Regions from separate parts of the Pan troglodytes genome. Here region 2 is linked to region 1. Evidence: chromatin contacts called from public HiChIP or PLAC-seq data. All regions are on one chromosome and are shown on one strand. Each heading gives the region's core, a stretch centred on a gene start, on an enhancer-like site or on the middle of the called end of the contact. The rest is flanking DNA. Distances are from core to core; before and after follow the strand shown. Region 1 holds the start of RNF227 (ring finger protein 227). Region 2 holds the start of PHB1 (prohibitin 1).

Region 1 (5,284 bases), core at 2,770-5,269:
AGTCCCAGCTACTCAGAAGGCTGAGGCAGGAGAATCACTTGAGCCCAGGAGGCAGAGGTTGCAATGAGCTGAGATTGCACCACTGCACTCCAGCCTGGGCGACGGAGCAAGACTCTGTCTGGAAGGAAGGAAGGAAGGAAGGGGTAAGTTCAGAACACACAGGGACTTACAGGGCACATTACAATGTTATATTTATCTAGGCCGGGCGCAGTGGCTCACACCTGTAATCCAAGCACTTTGGGAGGCCAAGGCAGGTGGGATCACTTGAGCCCAGGGGTTCAAGACCAGCCTGGACAACATGGGGAGACCCCATCTCTACAAAAATACAAGAATTAGCTGAGCATGGTAGCTCATACCTGTGTAGTCCCAGCTACTCGGAGCCTGAGGTGGGTAGGTGGCTTGAGTCTGGGAGATCAAGGCTGTAGTGAGCCAAGATTATGCCACTACACTCCAGCCTGATGCTCAGAGCAAGCTCCTGTCTCAAAAAATATATTTATCATACAGGGAAAAAAAAACAGTAGGAAACCCTCTATATCCGTTATCTATTGATACACAACAAATCACCACCAAAGTTAATGGCCTGAGATAACTTTTTATTTATTTTTATTTTATTTTATTTTATTTTATTTGAGATGGAGTCTCGCTCTGTCACTCAGGCTGGAGTACAGTTGCATGATCTCAGCTCATTGCAACCTCCCTCTCCCGGGTTCAAGCGATTCTCCTGCCTCACCCTCCTGAGTATCTGGGACTACAGGCGAGTGCCACCATGCTCAACTAATTTTTTGTATTTTTAGTAGAGACAGGGTTTCACCATCTTGGCCAGGCTGGTCTTGAACTCCTGATCTGGTGATCCACCTGCCTCGGCCTCCCAAAGTGCTGGGATTACAGGCGTGAGCCACCACACCCAGCCACCATGTATTTATTTATTTATTTATTTATTTATTTATTTATTTATTTAGAGATGGAGTCTCGCTCTGTCGCCAGACTGGAGTGCAGTGGCAATCTTGGCTCACTGCAACCTCCGACTCCCTAGTTCAAGCAATTCTCCTGCCTCAGCCTCCCCAGTAGCTGGGATTACAGATACGTGCCACCACGCCCAGCTAATTTTTGTTTTTTTAGTAGAGACGGGATTTCACCTTGTTGTCCAGGAGGGTCTTGATCTCTTGATCTTGTGATCTGCCTGCCTCGGCCTCCCAAAGTGCTGGGATTACAGGCGTGAGCCACCGCGCCCAGCCACTTTTTATTTATTTTTAAGAGGCGGGGGTCTCGCTCTGTCACCCAGGCTGGAGTGCACTGACATGATCACGGCTCAGTGCAGCTTGGAAGTCCTGAGGCTCAAGTGATCCTCCCACCTCAGCCTACTGAGTAGCTGGGACGATGTGCACCACTGAGCCTGGCTTTTTTCTTTTTTTTTTGTAATGATGGGGTCTCACCACGATTCCCAGGCTGATCTCAAATTCCCGAGCTCAAGTTATCCTTCCATCTTGGCCTCCCAAAGTGCTAGGATTACAGGTGTGAGCCACCACACTCAGTAGAAATAACTTTTAAAAACTGTTCTTTTTCACGATTCTGTGGGCTTGCTGGGAGTTCCTTTGCTGTTTTCACCTAGGCTCAACTCACGTGGCTGCACTCAAATAGCAGGTGAGCCAAGCAGGAAAATGCAAAATGGCCTCACCAGCATGTCTGGTTGTTGGCTGGCGCTCCTCCGTGTGGCCTCATCCTCACATGGTGGTCTCAGGGAGTGTTCCAAGGGGACAAAGGCAGAAGCTACAAGGCCTCTGAAGGACTAGGTTCCAGAACTCACACATCACTTCTGCCACATCTATTGGTCAAAACTAGTTACAAGACCAGCCCAGATTCAAGGGATAGAGAAAGAGACCCCAATTCTTGATGTGAGATGCAGCAAAGTCACATTGCAAAGGAATTTGGGGCCACCATTAATCTACCACCACATTAAAAGTTTTTTTTTTTTTTGAGATAGAGTCTCACCCTGTCACCCAGGCTGCAGTACACTGGCACGATCTCAGCTCACTGCAATCTCTGTCTCCTGGGTTCAAGCAATTCTCCCACCTCAGCCTCAAGCAATTCTCCCACCTCAGCCTCCTGAGTAGCTGGGACTACAGGTGCACGCCGCCACGCCCAGCTAATTTTTTGTATTTTAGTAGAGACAGGGTTTCCCTGTGTTGCCCAGGCTGGTCGTGAACTCCTAAGCTTAGGCAATCTGCCCGTCTCAGCCTCCCAAAGTGCTGGGATTACAGGCGTAAGCCACCACACTCGGCCCATCATGTATTTATTAACAATAGATACCTACCAGTCCCCCCCCTTTTTTTTTTTTTTTTTTTTTTTTTGAGACCGAGTCTCATTCTGTTGCTCAGTCTGGAGTGCAGTGGCGTGATCTCGGCTCACTGCAACCTCCACCTCCCAGGTTCAAGCAATTCTCGTGCCTCAGCCTCCCAAATAGCTGGGACTACAGGTGTGAGCCACCACCCCCGGCTAACTTTTGTATTTTTAGTAGAGATGGGGTTTCACCATTTGGCCAGGCTGGTCTTGAACTCCTGACCTCAAGTGATCCACCCACCTCGGCCTCCCAAAATGCTGGGATTACAGGCAAGAGCCACCATGCCTGGCCCTACCAGTCCTTTTTTAAGACCAAAAAGTTTTGAATTGTGACAGCATCACTGTAATAAGTAGACAGCTTCTCCCATGATCACAGACAATACCATTCAAAAGTTCTGAAATGTTTGCTTAAAAATGATGGTATATCTCCTCAAAAGAGATTACCCTCTAGGTTTTAACAATTTAGGTTAAAAAACCAGCTTTGCATTGCCTGTGATAGCTGGTAAATGCCATGGGTGTGGAGAAGCTCATCATGCACATATTGGTCAAGATGGATGGGTGTTGAAAATGTTGGGTACTGGCCGGGCGCGGTGGCTCATGCCTGTAATCCCAGCACTTTGAGAGGCCGAGGCAGGCGGATCACCAGGTCAGGAGATCGAGACCATCCTGGCTAACACATTGAAACCCCGTCTCTACTAAAAATACAAAAAATTAGCTGGGCGTGGTGGTGGGCGCCTGTAGTCCCAGCTACTCGGGAGGCTGAGGCAGGAGAATGGCATGAACCCGGGAGGCGGAGCTTGCAGTGAGCCGAGATGGTGCCACTGCACTCCAGCCTGGGCAACACAGCAAGACTCCGTCTCAAAAAAAAAAAAGAAAAAAAAGAAAATGTTGGGTACTCAGAAGTTAATGTGAATTCAGTATAGGCTGGGGGCACAGGATAACAATAGTAGCTAATATAGTACTTACCTGGTGTTTTACTGTGTACTGGACACCATTTGAAGCACCTTACACATATAAGTTCATTCAGTCCTCATTATTATTATCCACATTTTTAAAACTAGGAAACCAAGGCCCAGAGAAATTAAGTAACTTGCTCAAAGTGTCACAACTAGTAAGTGGTGGAAGCTAGGATCTGAACTCAAGCCAGCTGGCTCTAGACTGTGTTATCACCCTCCGTAACAGAACCTGGGCTGCAGGTCCAGGAGAGGAGGGTGAGGAGGCAGCTGTGTGTGGGTGTGGCACCATGAGGGGAATGTGGGTTGTGAGTACCATGTCCTGTTTACCAGTGGGAGAAGTCAGACCCCTGAGTCAGAACTTACGCTGGGGAGCTTTGCTGGGGCCATCACGATGTGTGGGTGTCCAGGCCTCCGGAAGGAAAGGATTCCCAGCATTCCTAAAGCCATGGTCCTGGAATCTAGGTCCCTCCTTAGGCTGAGATACCAGCTGAGAGTTAAGCAGTTTGGGGAGAATGAAGTTTAGGAAGCCAGCCTTACAAACAACACAGAGAGGTCATCTATAATGAGAACTGAGGGCAAAATCGATTCAAAGGCCCAGGGACCACTAAAGGTTGGGCAGAATGGGCCGTGTTTGGAAACTGTTTGGGTGGGATTGTGAAACTAACTGCGAGCAACTGAATAGGCGGAGGGGGCTTTAGAGACTTGTGCCAGTGACTGAGGGCTCAGGCGCAGAGAGAGACCCGGGGCTTTGTACCTGGTAGAGTTAAGGAGCGCTGGCGTTGCGTTGGGGGAAGAAGGAAAGCCCCACCCCGCTCCCCCGGGAGTAGGGAGGAATGGGTGCTTTGGCCCCCAGGGCTCCGGTCCTGGCATGGCCTGGGCCGCCTCCCCGACTCCATCATCGCTGTCATTCCCGGCCTCAAGCCTCCACCGCCCCCACACGTGCCGCCACAGGGAGCGGCCCGATCAAGGCGTGACGCTTCGAAGGGTGGGGCCTCACTTATTCCCCTATTTAAAGGGGAAAGAGGCCGCGGCGCCGGCCCCAGGACCCGACCCGGCCCCAGGAGAATCTGCTCGTTCTGTTCACGGAGCTGGCCGCGTTAGCGACGTCCTCGAGTCCGCGGCGGGCACGATGCAGCTCTTGGTGAGGGTACCCTCTCTTCCGGAGCGGGGCGAGCTGGACTGCAACATCTGCTACCGTCCTTTCAACCTCGGGTGCCGCGCGCCCCGCCGCCTGCCCGGAACGGCGCGCGCCCGCTGCGGCCACACGATCTGCACCGCCTGCCTCCGCGAGCTGGCGGCGCGCGGGGACGGCGGCGGGGCGGCCGCGCGCGTGGTGCGCCTGCGCCGCGTGGTCACGTGCCCCTTCTGCCGCGCGCCCTCGCAGCTCCCTCGCGGCGGCCTCACGGAGATGGCTCTTGACTCGGACTTGTGGTCGCGATTGGAGGAAAAAGCGCGGGCCAAGTGCGAACGAGATGAGGCTGGGAACCCGGCCAAGGAAAGCAGCGACGCTGACAGAGAGGCAGAGGAAGAAGGGGAGAGCGAGAAGGGGGCGGGGCCTAGGAGTGCTGGGTGGCGCGCGCTCCGGCGGCTCTGGGACAGGGTCCTGGCGCCTGCGCGGCGCTGGCGGCGTCCGCTGCCTAGCAACGGTGAGGGGCTGCCCGGGGAGGAAGCAGGGGAGAGAGCGCCGAGGAATACCGAGGTTCGTTGGCATGCTCCTGCTGCCACTAACCCTTCTTCTTTCCCCCAGTGCTCTACTGTCCGGAGATCAAGGACATTGGCCACCTGACCCGTTGCACGTTGTAACCGAGGAACTCGGAAGCTACAGCCGAAGGAAGGTGGGAGCTGCAGCCTCGCGGGGGCTGATGTCAAGACTACTCTCTCTCAGATCCCAGGATTGGCATGTGATGAGAGAGATGAGCCGAAGGCAGGAGGGAACGCCCAGGGAGGTGTTGATGCTGAGTTGGGGAGGCTCCTAGACGAACTCGCCCCCA
Region 2 (5,838 bases), core at 542-3,041, 240 kb before region 1:
AGTGTCACATGGGCTATGCAGACCAACAGAAAACTCCTAGGAAAGTGCAGTGACCCACTGTCCCTCCATGCCTCACCATTATATAAGGCAGAGTTCACCACGCCTCCTGCAACAGCTAAGGCCAGGCCAAACTTGCCAATGGACTCAAACACTTTGGCAGCCATGTTTCCTTCTGCTGGACCCTCTCACACCTAAGGGGATAAAAACAAAATACAATCAAACTTGATGCCAAATCCTCAGAGAAGGCCCTCTCTGACACACAACAGTCACTTTTCAACCTGGCTATTTATTTCCCCATTCCTGAAAGTGCTAAATCATCCATTGAAGGATATCTAATAAATAATGCTTTATAGCTTGGAAAGTGTACTATCAATTCTTCTGCTTTTTTTTTTTTCAGTTTCTTTTCTTTCTTTCTTTTTTTTTTTTTTGGAGACAGGGTCTTGCTCTGTCACCCAGGCTGGAGTGCAGTGGCGCAATCTCAGCTCACTGAAGCCTCGACCTCCCAGGCTCAAGCAATCTTCTCACCTCAACCTCCCAAGTAGCTGGGACCACAGAAGTGTGCCACCATGCCCGGCTAATTTTGTTCATGTTTTGCAGAGATGGGGTCTTGCTACGTTGCCCCAGGTGGTCTCGAACTCCTGGGCTCAAGTGATCCCCCTGCCTCGGCCTCCCAAGTGTTGGGATTACAGGCATGAGCTACCATGCCTGGCTGATTTCTCTTTTTTTCTCAACCATTTAAAGTAAGGTGTCTGGGACACTTGGTTCAATAATGAAAACAATGCATGGGCTTGAAATCCACAGAAAACTTAGCACCACACTAAACCACCCTCTCATTTCCTGGACAAGTAGGCCCCCAAAAAGAGGCTGTGAGGTTAGATTGGTGCAATTATGGTTTGAAAAAATAACTTAAAAAAAATGTGCTACATGTTGATGCCAACAAAAAAAGTAACCGTAACAGCTAACACTTATATCAGGTAGCCTAATAAAAGCAATTTATTTACTTCTCACAATTACCCTATGAAGCATATTACTACAGAGGAAACAGAGGCACACAGAGAGGTTACATGAGAAGCCGAGATTGCAGTTACTAAGTGGTAGAACCAGAATTAGAACCCAGAGGTCTAATGCTAGCAGACACAGCTTACCTCCTCACCATACTGCTTGTCAACATCGTGTATTAAGAACGACATGCTTCTTATGGAAGCAGGAGCTGGATGACATCCTGGGGCCAAGATAACTGAAGAACCCATTTGGGAGAAAGGCTCTAACTAGCTGCACAGGGACAGTGAGCTCTGGAATAACTGGGAGGGTGGGGCTGAGGCGGGGTGGGCATAAGCACAGTTGACCTAACTAGGTGGGCATAAGCACAGCTGACCTAACTAGAAATCACGCCAGCATCTAACTTTCTAACGCTCCGCCCCACCGTCGTTGCCCGCTCCAGTCTCAAATCCTCCCTCCCTACTTCCCAGACCTCAACTCCTGAGACTACCCTGATCTCGTCCAGTGCATTTAAATCTTCCTTCTCTGAGGCTGGGACACCCGGCCCTTTACATTTCTAATAGCTTCTGGATTATTCCTCACCCTGCCTCCATGGACACCTCCCTTACTCTGAGCAACCCCTGGCTCGTCCCGGGCTCAGCCCCTTCTCCCCTCCCTCACAAGTCGGACTCACGCACGCACTCTCCTCGCCCAAAGTGCCCATCATGGAGCAGAGGAGGACTGCAGAGATGCCCAGAAACGGGCCTTTGCCGCCCCCTCCATTCTCACCTGCTTCCACTCTGACCTCCACATGAATTCCCCAACCACACATACTGCGCATGCGCTCCTCTGCCCTGCCCGCTTTCCAAGATCCACGCTTCCTATTGGTGTGGCAGAGCGCTGTGAGTTCTGGGAAGGGTGGCTTAGAACCTCACCCTGGTTCTGCGGCTCTTAGCAGATGAACTACAACTCCCAAAAGGCTATGCTGCGGTGGGCCCGTGGAGAAAAGCTTTTTCTCTTTGGTGATCACCGCGAGGATGTTGCCGCAAAGCCTTTTGGGGGCTGTAGTTTCCTGGGGCTAAATGCACGTGCCTATCCTGTACAGAGGCTAAGACTGCCGGAAGGAGAGCCTTAGGGCTCCGGGAAAGAGGAGGTGGGCGTCCAGCTGGTGGCAAAAATGAGTAGGGGCAACTTTATGGCTGATGAAGAGGACAGGTGGAACTCTGGAGGAAGTCGTGGTGAAATCACCGGCAGGCTGAGACCCTTTGGGGGAACGAAGGGCCGTCTTCCTTCCAAAGCCCTGTCTGCAAACGTCCTCAGAGTTGTGAGACGTTGATTACCAGACCCCGAGAGAACCATCTGTGCTGAAAAACTGAGACCAACCGAGAGGAAGGAATTCATTCAGGGTCATGCACCGAGTGAGAAAAGGGGCTCGGCTTGGAATCCAGGTCCCCTAGACATGATTTTAAAGAAACGTTTTATTTGGAAAAGTTGCAAGAATAGGGCAAAAGAACGCACGTTAAACTTTGGTTCAGATTCACCTATTGTTAACAATTTGCTTCATTTGTTTTATCATTTGTTTCTTACCTCTCCCCTCCTCCTCCCTGCCGCCACTCCGCCGCCCCACCTCCGTGTGCGTGTGTGTTTATTTTCTTGTTTTTGTTTTGTTTTGTTGTTTGTTTTTGAGATGGAGTTTCGCTTTTGTTGCCCAGGCTGGAGTGCAGTGGCGCGATCTCGGCTCACCGCAACCTCCGCCTCCCGGGTTCAAGCGATTCTCCTGCCTCACCCTCCCAGAGTAGCTGGGATTACAGGCATGCACCACCACACCCGGCTAATTTTTGTATTTTTGTAGAGACGGGGTTTCTCCATGTTGGTCAGGCTGGTCTCGAACTCCCGACCTAGGTGATCCACCCGCCTCGGCCTCCCAAAGTGGTGGGATTACAGGCGTGAGCCACCGCGCTCAGCTCTCATTCTAGTTTTTACCTCTATAAGATCAACTCTTTTAGCCCCCACGTAGGAATAAGAACGTGAGGGCTGGGCGTGGTGGTCACGCCTGTAATCCCAGCACTTCGGGAGGCCAAGGCCACAGGATTGCTTTAGCCTAGGGGTTTGAGACTAGCCTGGGCAGCAAAGTGAAACCCTGTCTCTACAAAAATAAAAATAAAAAGTACCTGGATGTGGTGGCATGTACCTGTAGTTCCACCTATTCGGGAGCCAAGGTGGGAGGATTGCTTGAGCCTGGGAGGTCAAGGCTGCAGGGAGCTGCGACTGTGCCACTGCACTGCAGCCTGGGTGACAGAGTGAGACCTTGTCTCAAAAAAAAAAAAAAAAGTATGGTCATTTTTAACAATATTAATTCTTCCAATCCACCAATCCATGAACATGAGATGTCTTTCCATTTGTTTGTGTCCTCTTCAGTTTCTTTCATCAGTGTTTTGTAGTTTTTATTGTAGAGGTCTTTTTCCTCCTTGATTAAATTTTTTCCTAGGTAGTGGGGTTGCTTTCTTGATTTCTCTTTCAGCTAATTCCTTATTGGTGTACAGAAATGCTAGTTTTTGTATAATGATTTTTTATCCTGCAACTTTACTGAATGTATCAGTTGTAAGAGATTTTTGGTGAAATCTTTAGATTTTTCTATATACTAGGTATCATGTCATCTTCAAAGGGGGCAATTTGATTTTTTTTTTTTAAGACTACTCAAGTGCAGTAGTGAGAAGTGGGGAAAGAGTAGAACAAGGAGTTCAATCTGTAACTTACTGTGAGATTGAGATAACTCACTACCTTCGCAATGGCCTGACTTCCTTTTTTCCAATTTGGATGCCTTTTATTTCTTTCTCTTGCCTGGTTGCTCTGGCTAAGACTTCAGTACTATGTGGATTAAGAGTGATGAAAGTGGGCCGGGCGCGGTGGCTCACGCCTGTAATCCCAGCACTTTGGGAGGCCAAGGTGGGCGGATCTCCTGAGGTCGGGAGTTCAAGACCAGCCTGACCAACATGGAGAAACCCTGTTTCTACTAAAAGTACAAAAAAAATTAGCCAGGCATGGTGGCACATGCCTGTAATCCCATCTACTCGGGAGGCTGAGATAGGAGAAATGCTTGAATCCGAGAGGCAGAAGTTGCCGTGAGCTGAGATCACGCCATTGCACCCCAGCCTGGGCAACAAGAGCACAACTCCATCTCAAATAAATAAATAAATAAATAAGTAATGAAAGTGGGCATCTTTGCCTTCTTCTAGTTCTTAGAAGAAAGGCATTCCTCTATTCCCCCATTCAATATGATGATAGCTGTGGGTTTGTCATTTATGGAGTTTATTATGTTGAGATATGTTTCTTCTATGCCTAATTTGTTGAGAATATTTATCACGAAGGATGTTTAATTTTATCAAGTGCTTTTTCTGCATCTATTGAGATGATCATGTGGTTTTTGTCCTTCATTCTGCTGATGTGATGTATCCGCGGTTATTGATTTATGTATGTTGAACCGTCTTTGCATTTCTGGAATAAATCCCACTTGATCATGGTGTATTATCCTTTTGATGTGCTGTTGGATTTTGTTTACTAGTATTTAGTTGAGGATTTTTGCATCGATGTTCATCAAGGATATTGGCCTGCTGTTTTCTTTTTTTGTTGTGTTTTTGTCTGATTTTGGTGTCAGGGTAATTCTGGCCTTATAGAATGAGTTAGAAAGAATTTCTTCCTCTTCAGCTTTTTTGGAATAGTTTGAGAAAATTGGTATTATTTCTTCTTTATAAGTTTGGTAGAATTCAGCAGTGAAGCCATCTGTTCCTGGGCTTTTCTGTTTTGGGAGACTTTTTATCACTAATTCAATTTCATCACTCGTTATGGGTCTTTTCAAGTTTTCTGTTTCTTCCTGGTTCAATATTTGTAGGTTGTATGTGTCCAGTTATCCATTTTCTCTAGGTTTTCCAATTTTTTCATGTGTAGTTGTTCATAATAGTCTCTGATGAATTATTGTATGTCTCTGGAAACAGTTGTAATGTTTCATTTTTTATTTCTGATTTTATTTATTTGGGTCTCCTCTCTTTTCTTCTTGTTGAGTCTAGCTAGCAGTTTATTAATTTTGTTTATCCATTGAAACAAACAATGTCTAATTTCATTGATTACATTTTTTTCACTCTCTATTTTGTTTTGCTGTGCTGTAATCGTTATTATTCTTTTCCTTCTCCTAATTTTGGGTTTGGTTTGTTCTTGCTTTTCTAGTTCCTTGGGGAGCATTGTTAGGTTGTTTATTTGAAAACTTTCTAGTTTTTTGATGTAGGTGCTTATTGCTATTAATGTCTGTCTTAGCACTGCTTCTGTTGTATCCTATATATTTTGGTATGTTGTGTTTCCATTTTCTTTTCTTTTCTTTTTTATTGAGATGCAGTTTTGCTCTTGCTGCCCAGGCTTGAGTACAATGGCGTGATCTTGGCTCACCGCAACCTCCGCCTCCCGGGTTCAAGCCATTCTCCTGCCTCAGCCTCCTGAGTAGCTGTGATTACAGGCATGCACCACCATGCCTGGCTAATTTTGTATTTTTAGTAGAGACAGGGTTTCTCCATGTTGGTCAGGCTGGTCTCAAACTCCCAATCTCAGGTGATCTGCCCACTTCAGCCTCCCAAAGTACTGAGATTACAGGCATGAGCCACAGCGCCCGGCCTGTGTTTCCATTTTCATTTGTTTCAAGAAATTTTTTTTTTGATGTTTTACCCAATAATGATTCTTTTCTTTCTTTCTTTTTTTTAGTATTTATTGATCATTCTTGGGTGTTTCTCGGAGAGGGGGATGTGGTGGGGTCATAGGATAATAGTGGAGAGAAGGTCAGCAGATAAACACGTGAACAAAGGTCTCTGGTTTTCC

Evidence for each region. HiChIP or PLAC-seq counts read pairs in DNA pulled down with a chosen protein or histone mark.
Region 2: a contact with region 1 is called in an H3K4me3 HiChIP or PLAC-seq map of stem cell-derived excitatory neurons, with 6 times the contacts expected there. The contact joins the promoter of PHB1 here to the promoter of RNF227 in region 1. A contact is called at or near these places in 3 of 7 Hi-C or Micro-C datasets (induced pluripotent stem cells and stem cell-derived neural progenitor cells) and 1 of 1 datasets of contacts at active chromatin or transcription factors (stem cell-derived excitatory neurons).

The regions. Positions count from the first base shown.
Region 1 is chr19:18,431,210-18,436,493 of NHGRI_mPanTro3-v2.0_pri, reverse strand. RNF227 (ring finger protein 227) reads left to right here and starts at 4,019. Exons shown (of 2, transcript XM_529924.8): 1 at 4,019-4,939; 2 at 5,041-5,284. The coding sequence starts at 4,162. The coding sequence ends at 5,096.
Region 2 is chr19:18,666,468-18,672,305 of NHGRI_mPanTro3-v2.0_pri, reverse strand. PHB1 (prohibitin 1) reads right to left here and starts at 1,791. Exons shown (of 7, transcript NM_001246403.1): 1 at 1,768-1,791; 2 at 77-191. The coding sequence starts at 164.